2 separate regions of the Rattus norvegicus genome follow, and region 2 is linked to region 1. Evidence: chromatin contacts called from public HiChIP or PLAC-seq data. All regions are on one chromosome and are shown on one strand. Each heading gives the region's core, a stretch centred on a gene start, on an enhancer-like site or on the middle of the called end of the contact. The rest is flanking DNA. Distances are from core to core; before and after follow the strand shown.

Region 1 (6,047 bases), core at 1,557-4,056:
TGTCTGAGTGTGACTCAGTGGTCTTTATTATTTATTCGGCGGGAGGAGCCTAGTGAATCTCGTCAGTTTCATATAAAACTTCTCATATAGTTTTCTACGAGGAAGTAATGATTAACAGTTAGTTAGAGGCTATGATGGAGGCAGATATCTGGGTAACCAGGTTCTCAGAGTATAGAAATACAGAATTCAGCACCAGATATGTTACAGAAGCTTGAGTTCAGAGGTTAGAAAACACAATGTAGTCAGCCAGAAGATGCTACAAAAAATACCAGAAGGATCCTGAAGTTCCTAAAGAGAAATGTTCACAGAACGGACATAGGACCAGGCTGGTTTACAACCAATTTTATTCTGCTCTTACGGCATTACAGAAAATTGGAATGAGTCTTCATTTATCACAGAATGTTGTTACTGTCATTTATGTTTTTAAAAGGCACCATTAGGACTTGCTTTAGAAGTTGAGAAGTAGGAATTCTCATGCAATTCTCACTATACAAAGTCTGGGTAAGAACACCAGTAGAGAATTTTTGTTGTTACTCAAGAAAATCCAATCAGAGATCTTGCCTTCCCTTGAGCATTTCCAGTGATTCATAAACTCGGGAGTATTCCAGAAATTCCTAACTTACTTTACCAGTGAATTCACTGGTAGAGTCTGATGGCACTCTTACCCTGTAGAAGCCCATATCCAGAGAACAGAAGCCCACCTGTTGCTGCACATGGCCTGTGTACTGCTCAATGAACTCAGTGAATCGAATGTAGTCTGTGCCAAGCCGGCAGAGTCGATTCAGGACACTAGTCTCACTCGGGTGAAGAAATGGAAAATCCTGGGAAACCTGCAAGAAGAGGGATAGTCATAAAGAAAGCTAACGCCTGTTAGTCACCAGCCGAGGTTCTCATGGGCTTAAAACACTTTACATTCTCTTTTCTATTCCCTTTCCCTCAGGTGCCCATGGTTTTACTTGGCTTTAACTTTCCTTGTTACTGGGTTGGTAATTCTGATTAACCAGGTACTGTAACACTATTACAAGGTACTGTTGCTCATCCAGATGTAACTGCCTGTTCTTAAAACAGGTAACTCAGAGTAAAGAATTCATACAATAGGGCTGGAAAGATGTTCTGGGTCACACAGTAGGAAACTCCTGCAAGCTGTCCTCTGACCTACACAGGAGGGTGGGGTGGGGGAGGAGAGGACAGAGAGACACACAGATAGGGACAGAGACCCCCTTGGCTTGTATCTTCGAATTATGTTTCGCTTGAAAGTTTAGGCAAGTTACATTATGACACCTCTCAATGTCTTGGTTTTCCTAAGTAAAAAGTGGAGGTAACGGTGATAATTAGATAATCTATATAAATGACAGGTGTTACTCACAGGTAAGTGTTCAATATGTGTGTGTGTCTTTTCTTACTAATGGCATTTCTACACAATTATCAAATCTGAACACTTGTTGTTGACAGAGTTCTAGAAAAGTTCTAGGTTTAAGATGAGTGAAATGGCTCCGAGGGTCAGGCATTTGCCACACAAACCTTAAGGCCTGAGTTCAATCCCTGAAACCTACATAAAGCTGGGAAAAGAGAAGTGACTCCACCAAGCTGACCTCTTCGTACACTCTGTGACAGGTATGCCCACACTCATGCGACATACACACATGCTCTAGTTTAAGCTTAATTACCTTGAAAAAAGTAAACTACACCTTGAAGTTACTGATGCCATTTTACACAACACACTTAGAGATCCACATCTGTAGTTGTCATTCTTTTCTTCTCTGGCTTTCTCTGCCCTCTGTTTCCTTCTTTTCTTTCTTTCCTTTTTGAGAGAGGGTTCCACACTGAAGCCCAGGCTGGCCTTGAATCACAGCAATAATCCTACCTCAGCTTCCCAAAGGCTCCAAACATTATGCCTGGCTCCAAGTCAGTGTATTAAACTCAATGTTGCCCATTTAATTTCAGCAAAATATTGGGTATCATGCTACATCTGGGCTTCTCACAGGGGTAGGGGGAGAGAAAGAGAAAACAAATCATCGTACATTCTTCTTATACTCTTCTAATCACAGGAAAACCCATTCAATGTTCCTCACCTGGTACAGAAATTTCCAAAGGAGAGAAACACCATATGCTTACAAATTCACTTTTTTCATCCAATAGAGTTTACTGAGTATTGTGTCTTGAGATCTTTGTATATATTCCCACTACTTTCAAATTTCAATTTGAGTCAATGAATGTACAGGAGTGCCCTATCCGCCGCCCCCCCTTTCCCCTCAAATGACAAACTATCATCGAATTCCACCTACATATTTAGGGATTCAGTTTAACAACAAATTTATATGCAGCGAAAAAAAAGTATAGTTCTATCCACTCCTAGTGGTTCCCTAGCAGGAATGGCGGGACCGCAAGGCCCCCCAAATCGGAGGGTTAGCCCTCGGTTTCTTCTCGCAGCGGGCGCCCGTCACTCGGAGTCCCCCGGGTCCCGCCCCTTCGTTGCGGCTCAGCTGCACCCTCCACACGGCCGCTCCTCGTCTCTAACCCGCTCCATACCTGCAGGCCACTCCGCTTGTTCCAGGTGAAAATGGACCCTGGGTACCCGCTCAGGGCCAAGAGCAGCTCGTGAATCATTTCTGGGGCGGCTCCGGAGTCCCTAGATCTACCACCTTCTCTTCCAGCGCCTCTGCGGGCGCCCGCTCACACGTAGCGTGAATCTTTTGCCCTGGATCCCCGCAGTCCACCGAGCGAGGACATTCCACAGAGCCGCGCGCACATCCGGGACGCTGCGCGCGGCTGAGGCGCCCACCCGTTTGCTCCCGCCGCGGAGCCGTGGTGAGGCGCCGGTAACATCGCGCATGCGTCCTGGGCGCTAGGAGAGGCCAGACTTCCGGCTCGAGAGCGGGACTGGGGATGTTAAGAGAGGCTGGCCCAAGGGAAGGGCGGCGAGTGAGTTGACAAGCTAGTTGAGAGAGACGCGGCCAGGGGTGGGCCGGAGAGAGTCCTCATGACGCCTTGGCAGGGTCTATGGCATTTTGACCGACTGCCGACGTCTCCCAGAGTGACCCGGCCAGAGGGAAGAAAACAAAGCCGGAACTTGGCAGCCGCCGCTGTGGAGCTGTGCTCGAAGCCCACGGACTCGCAGCACTGGCCAACACTGGCCAGCACCGGCCTTGTTCTCAGCAGACCCACGACTGCCGTCTCTCGGGCTTCCTCGCTTCACCAACTCCTGTAACTCTTCCCTAGTCCACCTCAATTTAGAAGCCTAAGTCAGCTTTCCCCATGTGTGACCTTTTCCATCTGTCGCTCCGGAACTCTTGCTGAGTTCTTACTTCGTTCAGGAGGAGCAAGCAAGAGACTCAGTGTTCAGCACTTGACTGTGGTTCCGGTTGGAAGTTTGTAGTTTGGCGTTCAAGGGGCGGGGCAGACACCAGGAGCTTCTGGAAGGACAGCGGTGGTTCTAGGGGAGGTTAGCCGGCACTCACTGGACAGAGGATTTTTGTTGTCTTCAGCTAAATGTTGACTTAGCTTTAGAGTCCGCCAGCGTCAGGCGTCCTGTGCGGTTCGAATTCACTATACAACTTTGATCTGGGGCACTATATACGATCAGATTTACGTGAGGTGTGAATGAAGCGGATAGATTTTTCTGTTCTCTGCAACTTCCTGGGGGATATTCTAGACATCACCTAGAAATGCAGTTTTTATAAGGTAATTTTTCTCCTTGCTCATTGATTTGCTGTCCTGAAATGGTACTGCCTCCGAAGGCCACTTGGAACACATGGAAAGTCAGGCCGGCTCTGGCAAGATTTTAAACATGTAAAGATACTCTTCTCTGATAGTGCCATTTCTCTCTACTCTAGGATAAAACTCCTTTTACAGAGAGACTCATCTGCAGGTGTTTCTCCAGGGGCATGGAAAGATAGTGTACTAAGTTCTGGAACCCAGACACTGAGGGGAGAAACTGCTTTCTGCTGTTAAGGATGGCCAAATCCACTCGGAGAGGAAAGGGCACTAACTCTGAAAGTTTGCGGCAGCGCTTCAGAAGATTCCATTACCAGGAGGTGGCTGGGCCCCGGGAAGCTTTCAGCCAACTGTGGGAACTTTGCTGTTGGTGGCTAAGGCCGGAGGTGCGGACCAAGGAGCAGATTGTAGAATTGTAGTGCTAGAGCAATTCCTGACTGTGCTACCTGGGGAAATCCAGAACTGGGTACAGAAGCAATGTCCAGAAAATGGAGAGGAGGCGGTGACACTGGTGGAAGATTTAGAAAGAGAGCCTGGAAGACTTGGACATTCAGTGAGGAGGAGGAGGAATTCAGAAGTGTGTGGTTGGGGAGAGGCAAGGATAGAGGGGCAGTTTAAGACGAGTCAGATGTAAAGAGGCTTGGTGATTTTTATACTTCTGATCTGGAAAGGGTTACTTTTTCAGGTAGGGCTTGCATGGAGACTCTGTTACAATAAGTCTTTCACTTCAGTTTCTAAAGAGAAAAAAATGGAAAAGTTTTTTTCCAACTGCTCTTTGGCTTTCTGTTTGATCTTTCTGCAGTCCCAGCCACTCTAAGCTAATGATAATGGGATAAACACTTGTCTGTCCTAACCTTCCCACCCTCCATTCTAGCATGGCTTCAGAGGATGGTCTCTTTGGGGATATTAAATAATCTCCCCTAGGAATGCCCCTTGTTATGACCATGACAACTAATGGGGAGGGGTATGTCTAGGTCACAGTGTCTGTGAAGGGGCAGGAAATGCACTTGGAGAAGATGACACCCCTGAAATCCTCACTGGAGTTACTAGATGTTCTGCAGGAGTCAGTGGAACCCCAGTCCAAGGGTGTATCCAAGAGAGAGAGGGCAAGAAGCCCAGCCCTGAGACTACAGGAGCAGATGAACCCGGAGGAGAATCTCAAACCTTTTCAAAGGATCAGTGAGAAGTAGCTGTGTATGGGAGATAGAGCCCTCTAAGTTGGAAGTAGGGTTGGGAGTAATGAGTGGGAAAGGGATTTCAGAGATAGTGGCACCTGCCAAATGTGACATTTTGGAAAGGCAGCTAGTTCAACCCTCTGGTAGAGTATTATATTTCTTCCTTTGATAGGTCTGCTTAGTTTTTATTACAGTCAGAATACTTTTATTTCTGGTGATTGATAGATGCTTATTTTCAAGACACACTCTTTTCTATGCTGAAGACACCTTTGTTCTAGTTTTTCTTTCTGTTATCTCCATTCTTTAGATCTATGTTCTTACTCTTTACATTGGAACCTTGAAGTTCTCTAAATACTTGATCATGGAGAAGGAAATTATATCTGTATTATTCCTGTGAGTGGTGTAAAGATGTAAGAATTTTACTTCAAAATGTTGCAACCCCCTGCAGTACAGCCCAGCATATGACTACAGAATGATCTTTGTCCACCTGGAAACTCCATGACTCTTAGCTTTCCTCAGTGCCTTTGGACCCAGTCATTTACTCATTTTGTAGAACTTGGTTTTCTTTGTGCTTTATTGAACTATATTTTATTATTATTTAAAACATATTGAGGGTGTTTTGAATTCTGATCTTATCATGCAATATGACCAGTAATAGCATTCTTGGTTAGTTTAATAATGGTCTTTAGTCATCCATTGGAAGTACTCAACCTTGATATAAGGACCTGCAGAATCAATCTTACTGGTGTGCTGCAGGGTGCATACACTGTGGTAAGAAAAGGTATCTGTCGGCCATCAAGCTGACTCAGCTGATAATGGTACTTTCTGCATAAGCCTGATGACCTGAGTAGAAGCAAGTCCATGAAGTTGTCCTTAACCTCCACATGCACTATGGAGCATGCACTCCCACATACATCATGCTTGCACAGTTTTGTTAAAGTACCTCTTATCAAAAAGCTTACAATATAATTTAAGAGCACCCAGTGAATTATGAATATGCACTGAACTTAACTATCTGAAAAAAGTGTTAAGGACTTGCTTGGTTTTAGGGGTTTGGCAGTGTGGCCATGAGATGAGGTTCTAGGGAATACCTTCCAAAGGCATGGGCAAGGAGGCTTCCCCAAGGATGGTTGAGTGCCAACAGGAGGAAGGGAAGAA
Region 2 (6,047 bases), core at 1,884-4,383, 250 kb before region 1:
GTAAATCCTGGGCAGTAATTGTCACCTAGCTGTAATTCTAAAACCCCGGAAAAGCAAGAATTACTAGCCTTATGAACACTGCATAACAAATAGTATGTATTGCTACTGTTGTAGAGAGTAGCATAGTACTCAGAGCCAAGCACAAGTTAAAGTCATACATTTGACCCTTAGTACTAGAGGGGAAATGTTCAAAGACTACCATAAAAATCTACAACACAAGTAGATGTTTAAGACTTAAAACATTTAAATACTGCTATTTCTTACAGAGAAATTCAGATAGTCATATCCCTACAAATACACAGGTGAGTTACAATGTAACTCACACCTGTAATCCAAGTATTTAGGCGTGAAACCAGGAGGACAGCTCATGGCCAGCCTCCAGGATATAAAATCTTGGTTTTTTTTTTTTTTTTTTTTTTTTATTAACTTGAGTATTTCTTATTTACATTTCGAGTGTTATTCCCTTTCCCAGTTTCCGGGCAAACATCCCCCTAATCCCTCCCTCTCCCCTTCTTTATGGGTGTTCCCCTCCCCATCCTCCCCCCAAAAATCTTGTTTTAAATAAAGTGAAACCTCATGCTAACAGTGGCTTGCAAAGAAATCTTTCACTTTCACTTACAAAATTAAAGGGGTAGACCTAAAAAGATGGAACCTAGAGCTCTGCTTGAGGTACCCAAGCACTTTATCTCACTGAACTGCAGTTCCAGACTCCACTTTGACCCCTACCACTTAAAACACTTATTTCAAGTTATGGGTTTGTGCACATGAATGCAAGGGCCCAAGAATACTTCAGTCTCCTTTGGAAAAGCCAAGTGCTCTTGACTGCTAAGCTGTCTTTTTAGTCCCTATTTAACTGCTAATTAGATTTCCCGATTGATGTGGTGGTACACACCTTTAGCCTCAGGACTCAGAGGAAGGGGATCAGGTCCAGGTCAGCCTGAGCTATACAGTGAGACCCTGTCTCAAAATTTTTCATTTGCTGTTGCTAACAGGGGATGGTACCGCTGTTATATGCAAGAGAAAAGAGTAAAAAAATAAAAAAATAAATAAATAAATAAATGTCCAGAGTTTGGTGTGGTGGCCTATAAGCTCAGCATTTGGGAGGCAGAGACTCAAGTGTGAGGAATTCAAGCCAGCCTGAGCTACTTAAGACAAGCAAACTAACAAAAAAACAAACAAACAAAAAAAAAACCAACAAAACCACAACTTTTAAAATAGACGAGTATGTAGAAATAAAGATTTTATCTTCTCAGCCAACTAAAAGCAGACACCACAGCAGAAATCCACCCAACTCTTGATCACACAATGTACGATGGGATATGTAGTCTTAAGGAAAGCAGGTACAACAATTTTTAGTAGACAAGTCTGAAGTCAGGTGCCTTGTGGCATTCAGAATAGAGGCAGCAAAAGGACTGTGAACTGAAGGCTAGCTCGACAGGCAATAGGAGACCCTATCTCAAAAGAGAAGAAAAGGAGCCAGAGCAAGAAGATCCTGAGTTTGAGGTCAGCCTAGACTATCCAGACTTGTTCCTTAAGAACTCCCGTGTGTGTGTGTGTGTGTGTGTGTGTGTGTGTGTGTGTGTGTGTATGTGTGTGTACACAGTTTTTTTTTTCAGTAATGGGGATTGGACACACTGGGCAAGAACTGAGCCCTATCCCAAAGACCTGACTAAAAACTCTAATTCTTCCATTGTGAGACCTCCTTTAGACAAAGAAGCTGGACACGAGTGACCACCCCTCAATTAACAGCATGATTATAGAACTGTGATAAATTCTAAGAAAAAACACGAATTCTAGAGACATATGTTATCTATAATGTGTAAATGTGACTGTCAACCACAGAAATGCCTAAACATAAAATATCCCAAACTGAAACACAATTTGTTTCCTGCCTCTTTAGGCAGTCTGCGCTTTTGAGTGTGACCATCTAGTCAGATAAGCTTGGGATGTAATGGCCCCGCTGGGTCAGAGGCAAAGATAAGTTACAGTGTAGCCATTACATGTCTTCCTGGTACCTTTGAACAGTTTTGAATAATCCTATTTGCTCTCCCTTCCCAAGCAAGTTTTTATCTGGGGGTCACACCTACTTTAAAGAACTTGTGCTTTTCTTAGGTTAAGCAGCCCAACAGAGGTTACTTTCTTATTGAGAATATTATTATTTTCTAGAATTATCTAAAGCTGACAATTACGATAGGTCCTAGTGAAATAATTCTTGTTCGTTTACCCTTATAAGAGGCCTCTGCAGCTTAATGTAAAATAGTGTAAGTCGTGGACCATTTATAAATAATGGCCTGTCTCAAGAAAGCACTTAAGATCTTTCTGCAGCCACTGAGTGACCTTGGTTAGAAACCAATGGCTCTGGGGTGGAGACAAAAAGAAAAAAAAATAGCTTGAGACCCAGAACCTCTACACTTAAGGACCTCTGCCTCCTTCCTATGCTTTGGGATGCTGCCTGGTCTGCAGACCAGGGGACGTTTACACTGACTCACGTAGATACTGAAAGATAGACTGGAGGGGGAGGGGATGGGAAAGCCCTCCACATAGGAAGTGCAGCAAGAACGCGGAGGTAAGGACGTGGCCCTACCCTGGAGTTTAGGCTTTTTGCTTTCCGGATCTGCCCTTGTCCCCACCCCACCCCACCCCCAGTGGAGCGACTCGGGGTTCCCCACCGACTGGCGAGGAGGCAGCCGCAGCCAGGCCTGTTAGATAGTGGAGGGCGCCCGCGCTGCGTAGGCCCAACCGCTCCCGCGCCCAGCCGGTCCTCCGGGCCATGACCCCACAAAGTGGCCTCACCATGGGGCGAAGAACTCGACTAGCATGAGCCCAGCTGAGCCCGTGTCGGAGACGCGACTCTCGAAGTTTTCGTCCGTCAGTTCCAACACGTCTGAGGCGGAGGCGAGGAGGGCGGAGGCGAGGAGGGCCGAGGCGAGCAGCAACGCCACGCCCGGGAGCAGCGCAAGGCAGCTGAAGCGCATGGCGGCGGGATGCGGCGGGGGCAATCGGAGGGCCGGGACCAGAGAACCGAGATGGGAGAGCCCGCAATCTGCAGCCGCTGCCTGCGCTCGCGCGTCTGGCCCGGGCAGACCTGCTGCCGAGGTCCCAACCCCCTAGGCCTGCTCGGGCCCGCAGTGTGGCAGCCGCCGATTGGCTGCGTCACGCTGCGTCGGGCGGGCGGAACCAGCTGGTAACTGCCGATTGGCGGGCGCGTGGGGCGAGGCGGGGCGGACGCTTAAGCGAACGCCCGCCGGTCAGGCTGTGGCGGTGGCCGTGACGGGGGTCGGCGGGAAGTGGGGGCTTAGCGAAGCCGGAGCGGCCCTGAGCTCCGCCCGCTGAGGAGGAGTGAAGCTCAGGGCGCCGGCGCGGAAGGCGGAGGGGTGAAGTCAGGGCTGAGTGGGCGGAAGTGCGCTGGAGCTGAAGTGAGGCCCCTGAGCCCTGAGCGGGCTGGAGGGGAGCTTGAGCTGTCCGCCTCCCTCCCTCCAGGGCTTTGGGGCGCGCACACTTTAGCACAAAGCGACACGTTTTCCAAATGTCAGGCTGTTGCTTTGTCCAATTATAGGGCGTAGTAAGCCTACATCCTGCTGCTGCCCTACCTCGTATCCTGCTTTGTCAGGTCCACGTGAGGTCTGTATTCTTTGTCCAGCCTTAGGCCTCCTGCCCTCCTTGCCTGCTGGTTTTTCACCGATTGTTGTTATTTGTTATTTGTTCGTTTGTTTGCGAGGGTGGGTAACAGAGGGTCGAACCTGAAACCTTGCACAATGCTGGGCAAGTGATCCAACACTGAATTATATCCCTAGTCCTCTTGACTTTTTGAGTCATGATCACACCAAGGTGTCCAGGCTGGTCTTGACTTCATTCTGTAATTCAGGCAGGTCTAGAACTTTGAATCCTCGGGCCTCAGCCTTCCAAGTGGCTGAGACTGATGTGCGCACTATGCACTATCAAGCACAGGCTCAGCTTTTACTTTTTTCTTTTTTTAGGGCAAGGACTGCCTGCCCTGAAACTTACTATATAGACCAGGCAAATGTGGAACTCAACAGAGATCCACCATCCTCTTGAGAATGAAATACCCGTCCACATCGCCAGCCTTTTAAACTGAATTTTCTTTGTTTTTTCAAGATAATTTCTCTGTGTAGCCCTGGCTGTCCTTGAGCTCGGAAATGTGCCTGCCTCTGCCTCCAGAGCGCTGGGATCCAGGACACCTGCCCAGCATTTAAACCTATTTTTCAAAAAAGAGTTTTTAATTGCAAACGCTGTCAGAAAGTGAAAGTAACCCGAATATTTAGTTGAGTGTGGGGATATCGATTAGGATTTTTCTTTTGTTTAGATGAAAAACAAAATCAACAAAAAACCCTTTGAGTCTTTCAATGTGTTTATTCTCAACTGCTCATAGCTTCTTTGTGTGGGCTCCTTAAATCTCTAAAAGGCAAGGAAAGTGGGGGAGGAGAGAGCACGCTAATAGTCAGCAACTCTAAAGCATGACATCCCTGGTTCTGTTTTCTTAACAGACATGGCACATGAACGAGGACATTTACAGCTGCCCAGAGCTGATGCTATCCGTTCAAAGCTCATTGACACTTTCTCGCTCATAGAGCATTTGCAGGGCTTGAGCCAAGCTGTACCAAGGCACACTCTCCGGGAGATACTTGGTTAGTAACCTTCATTCACAGGAAGCTAATATTCCTGTCCACATCCTCAAAAAAAAGTAGAGACGTACTTAAGGGTGGAGCCAGGAATGATGGTACATGACTGAATCAGGGATCACTTGGGCTTTAAATAATAAAGGCCAGCTTGGGTTACACAGCAAGATTCCAGTTCAGAAAACAAAATGGAAAAAAAAAAATAGGGCTGGCAAGATGACTTAAAGAGTAAAGGTGCCTGCTGTCAATACAGATGGCCAGAGTTTGATTCTCAGTACTGATTCCCAAAAGTTGTCCTCTGGCCTACACACACACACACACACACTCACACACACACAAAAATATATTAAAAAAAAAAAAAAAGAAGAAGAAAGGAAAGGGGCTGGAGAGATGGCTCAGTGGTTACCGGTTAAGAGCACTAACTGCTTTTCCAGAGGTCCTGAGTTCAAATACAAGAAACCACATGGTGGCTCACAATCATCTGTAGTGGGGTCTTGGCACCCTCTTCCTGCATACAGACATACATGTATGTTCATAATAAATAAATGAATCTTTAAAAAAAAAGAAACCAGGTGTGGGTGATGCTTGCCTACAATCCCCAGTACCTGGGAGGAGGAGGCATCAGGAATTCAAGGTCATCCTTGGTTGAAAATAATATGAGTTGTATGAGACCCTATCTCAAATAATGAGGCGAGAAATAGCTCAGTGAGTACAGGCACTTGCTCTGTCCACCTAAGTTCCATCTTCAGAACCCACATGGTACAAAAGGCAACATACCCTACAGTTGTGCTATGACGTACACACACACACACACACACACACACACACACATACACACACACACTAATAAGTGTTTCTAAGTACAAATAAAATTTAGGGATGAGAAGCTATACTACAGGTGATAAACTCAGGGCTTTATAAATAAAACTCTTAGAATATAGGACCTCTATCACTTCCTCTAAGCCCTGACTGACTCTGAAACATTTCCACCAAGGGTACTTAAAACTTGAAGGTTGGGGTTGGGGATTTAGCTTAGTGGTAGAGCGCTCGCCTAGCAAGTTCAAGGCCCTGGGTTCCATCCTCAGCTCCAAAAACAAAACAAAACAAAACAAAACAAACAAACAAATAAAACTTGAAGGTTTCTGGTAGTGGTAGCACAGGGGTTTAATGCAGTACTTAGAAGGCGATGGCCAGGGGGTCTCTGAGGTGGAGAGAGCCTGCTCTACATACCAGGCTCTAGAGCAGCTGGTGCTAAAACAAAATTAATACTTTGTACCTGTTGCTTTCATGAGCATGGTCAACGTTGGTTATAAACTACACATTTTCACCTCAAACTTAATAGAATTCTTAGTTGCTTTGAGAAAGAACACCTTATCAGGCAGAGTTCCTGATGAATGGAAGAGGGTCCGT

What was found. HiChIP or PLAC-seq counts read pairs in DNA pulled down with a chosen protein or histone mark.
Region 2: an H3K27ac HiChIP or PLAC-seq map of oligodendrocytes shows a contact between it and region 1, with 5 times the contacts expected there. The contact joins the promoter of Pdia3 here to the promoter of Tubgcp4 in region 1. A contact is called at or near these places in 1 of 12 Hi-C or Micro-C datasets (mammary epithelial cells) and 1 of 1 datasets of contacts at active chromatin or transcription factors (oligodendrocytes).

What each region holds. Positions count from the first base shown.
Region 1 is chr3:128,592,139-128,598,185 of GRCr8, reverse strand. Tubgcp4 (tubulin gamma complex component 4) reads right to left here and starts at 2,806. Exons shown (of 18, transcript NM_001399280.1): 1 at 2,530-2,806; 2 at 702-830. The coding sequence starts at 2,607. Zscan29-ps1 (zinc finger and SCAN domain containing 29, pseudogene 1) reads left to right here and starts at 4,143. Exons shown (of 5, transcript XM_063284971.1): 1 at 4,143-4,267. The coding sequence starts at 4,192.
Region 2 is chr3:128,839,000-128,845,046 of GRCr8, reverse strand. Pdia3 (protein disulfide isomerase family A, member 3) reads right to left here and starts at 3,133. Exons shown (of 13, transcript NM_017319.2): 1 at 2,794-3,133. The coding sequence starts at 2,975. Catsper2 (cation channel, sperm associated 2) reads left to right here and starts at 3,272. Exons shown (of 13, transcript NM_001012220.1): 1 at 3,272-3,621; 2 at 4,506-4,646. The coding sequence starts at 4,508.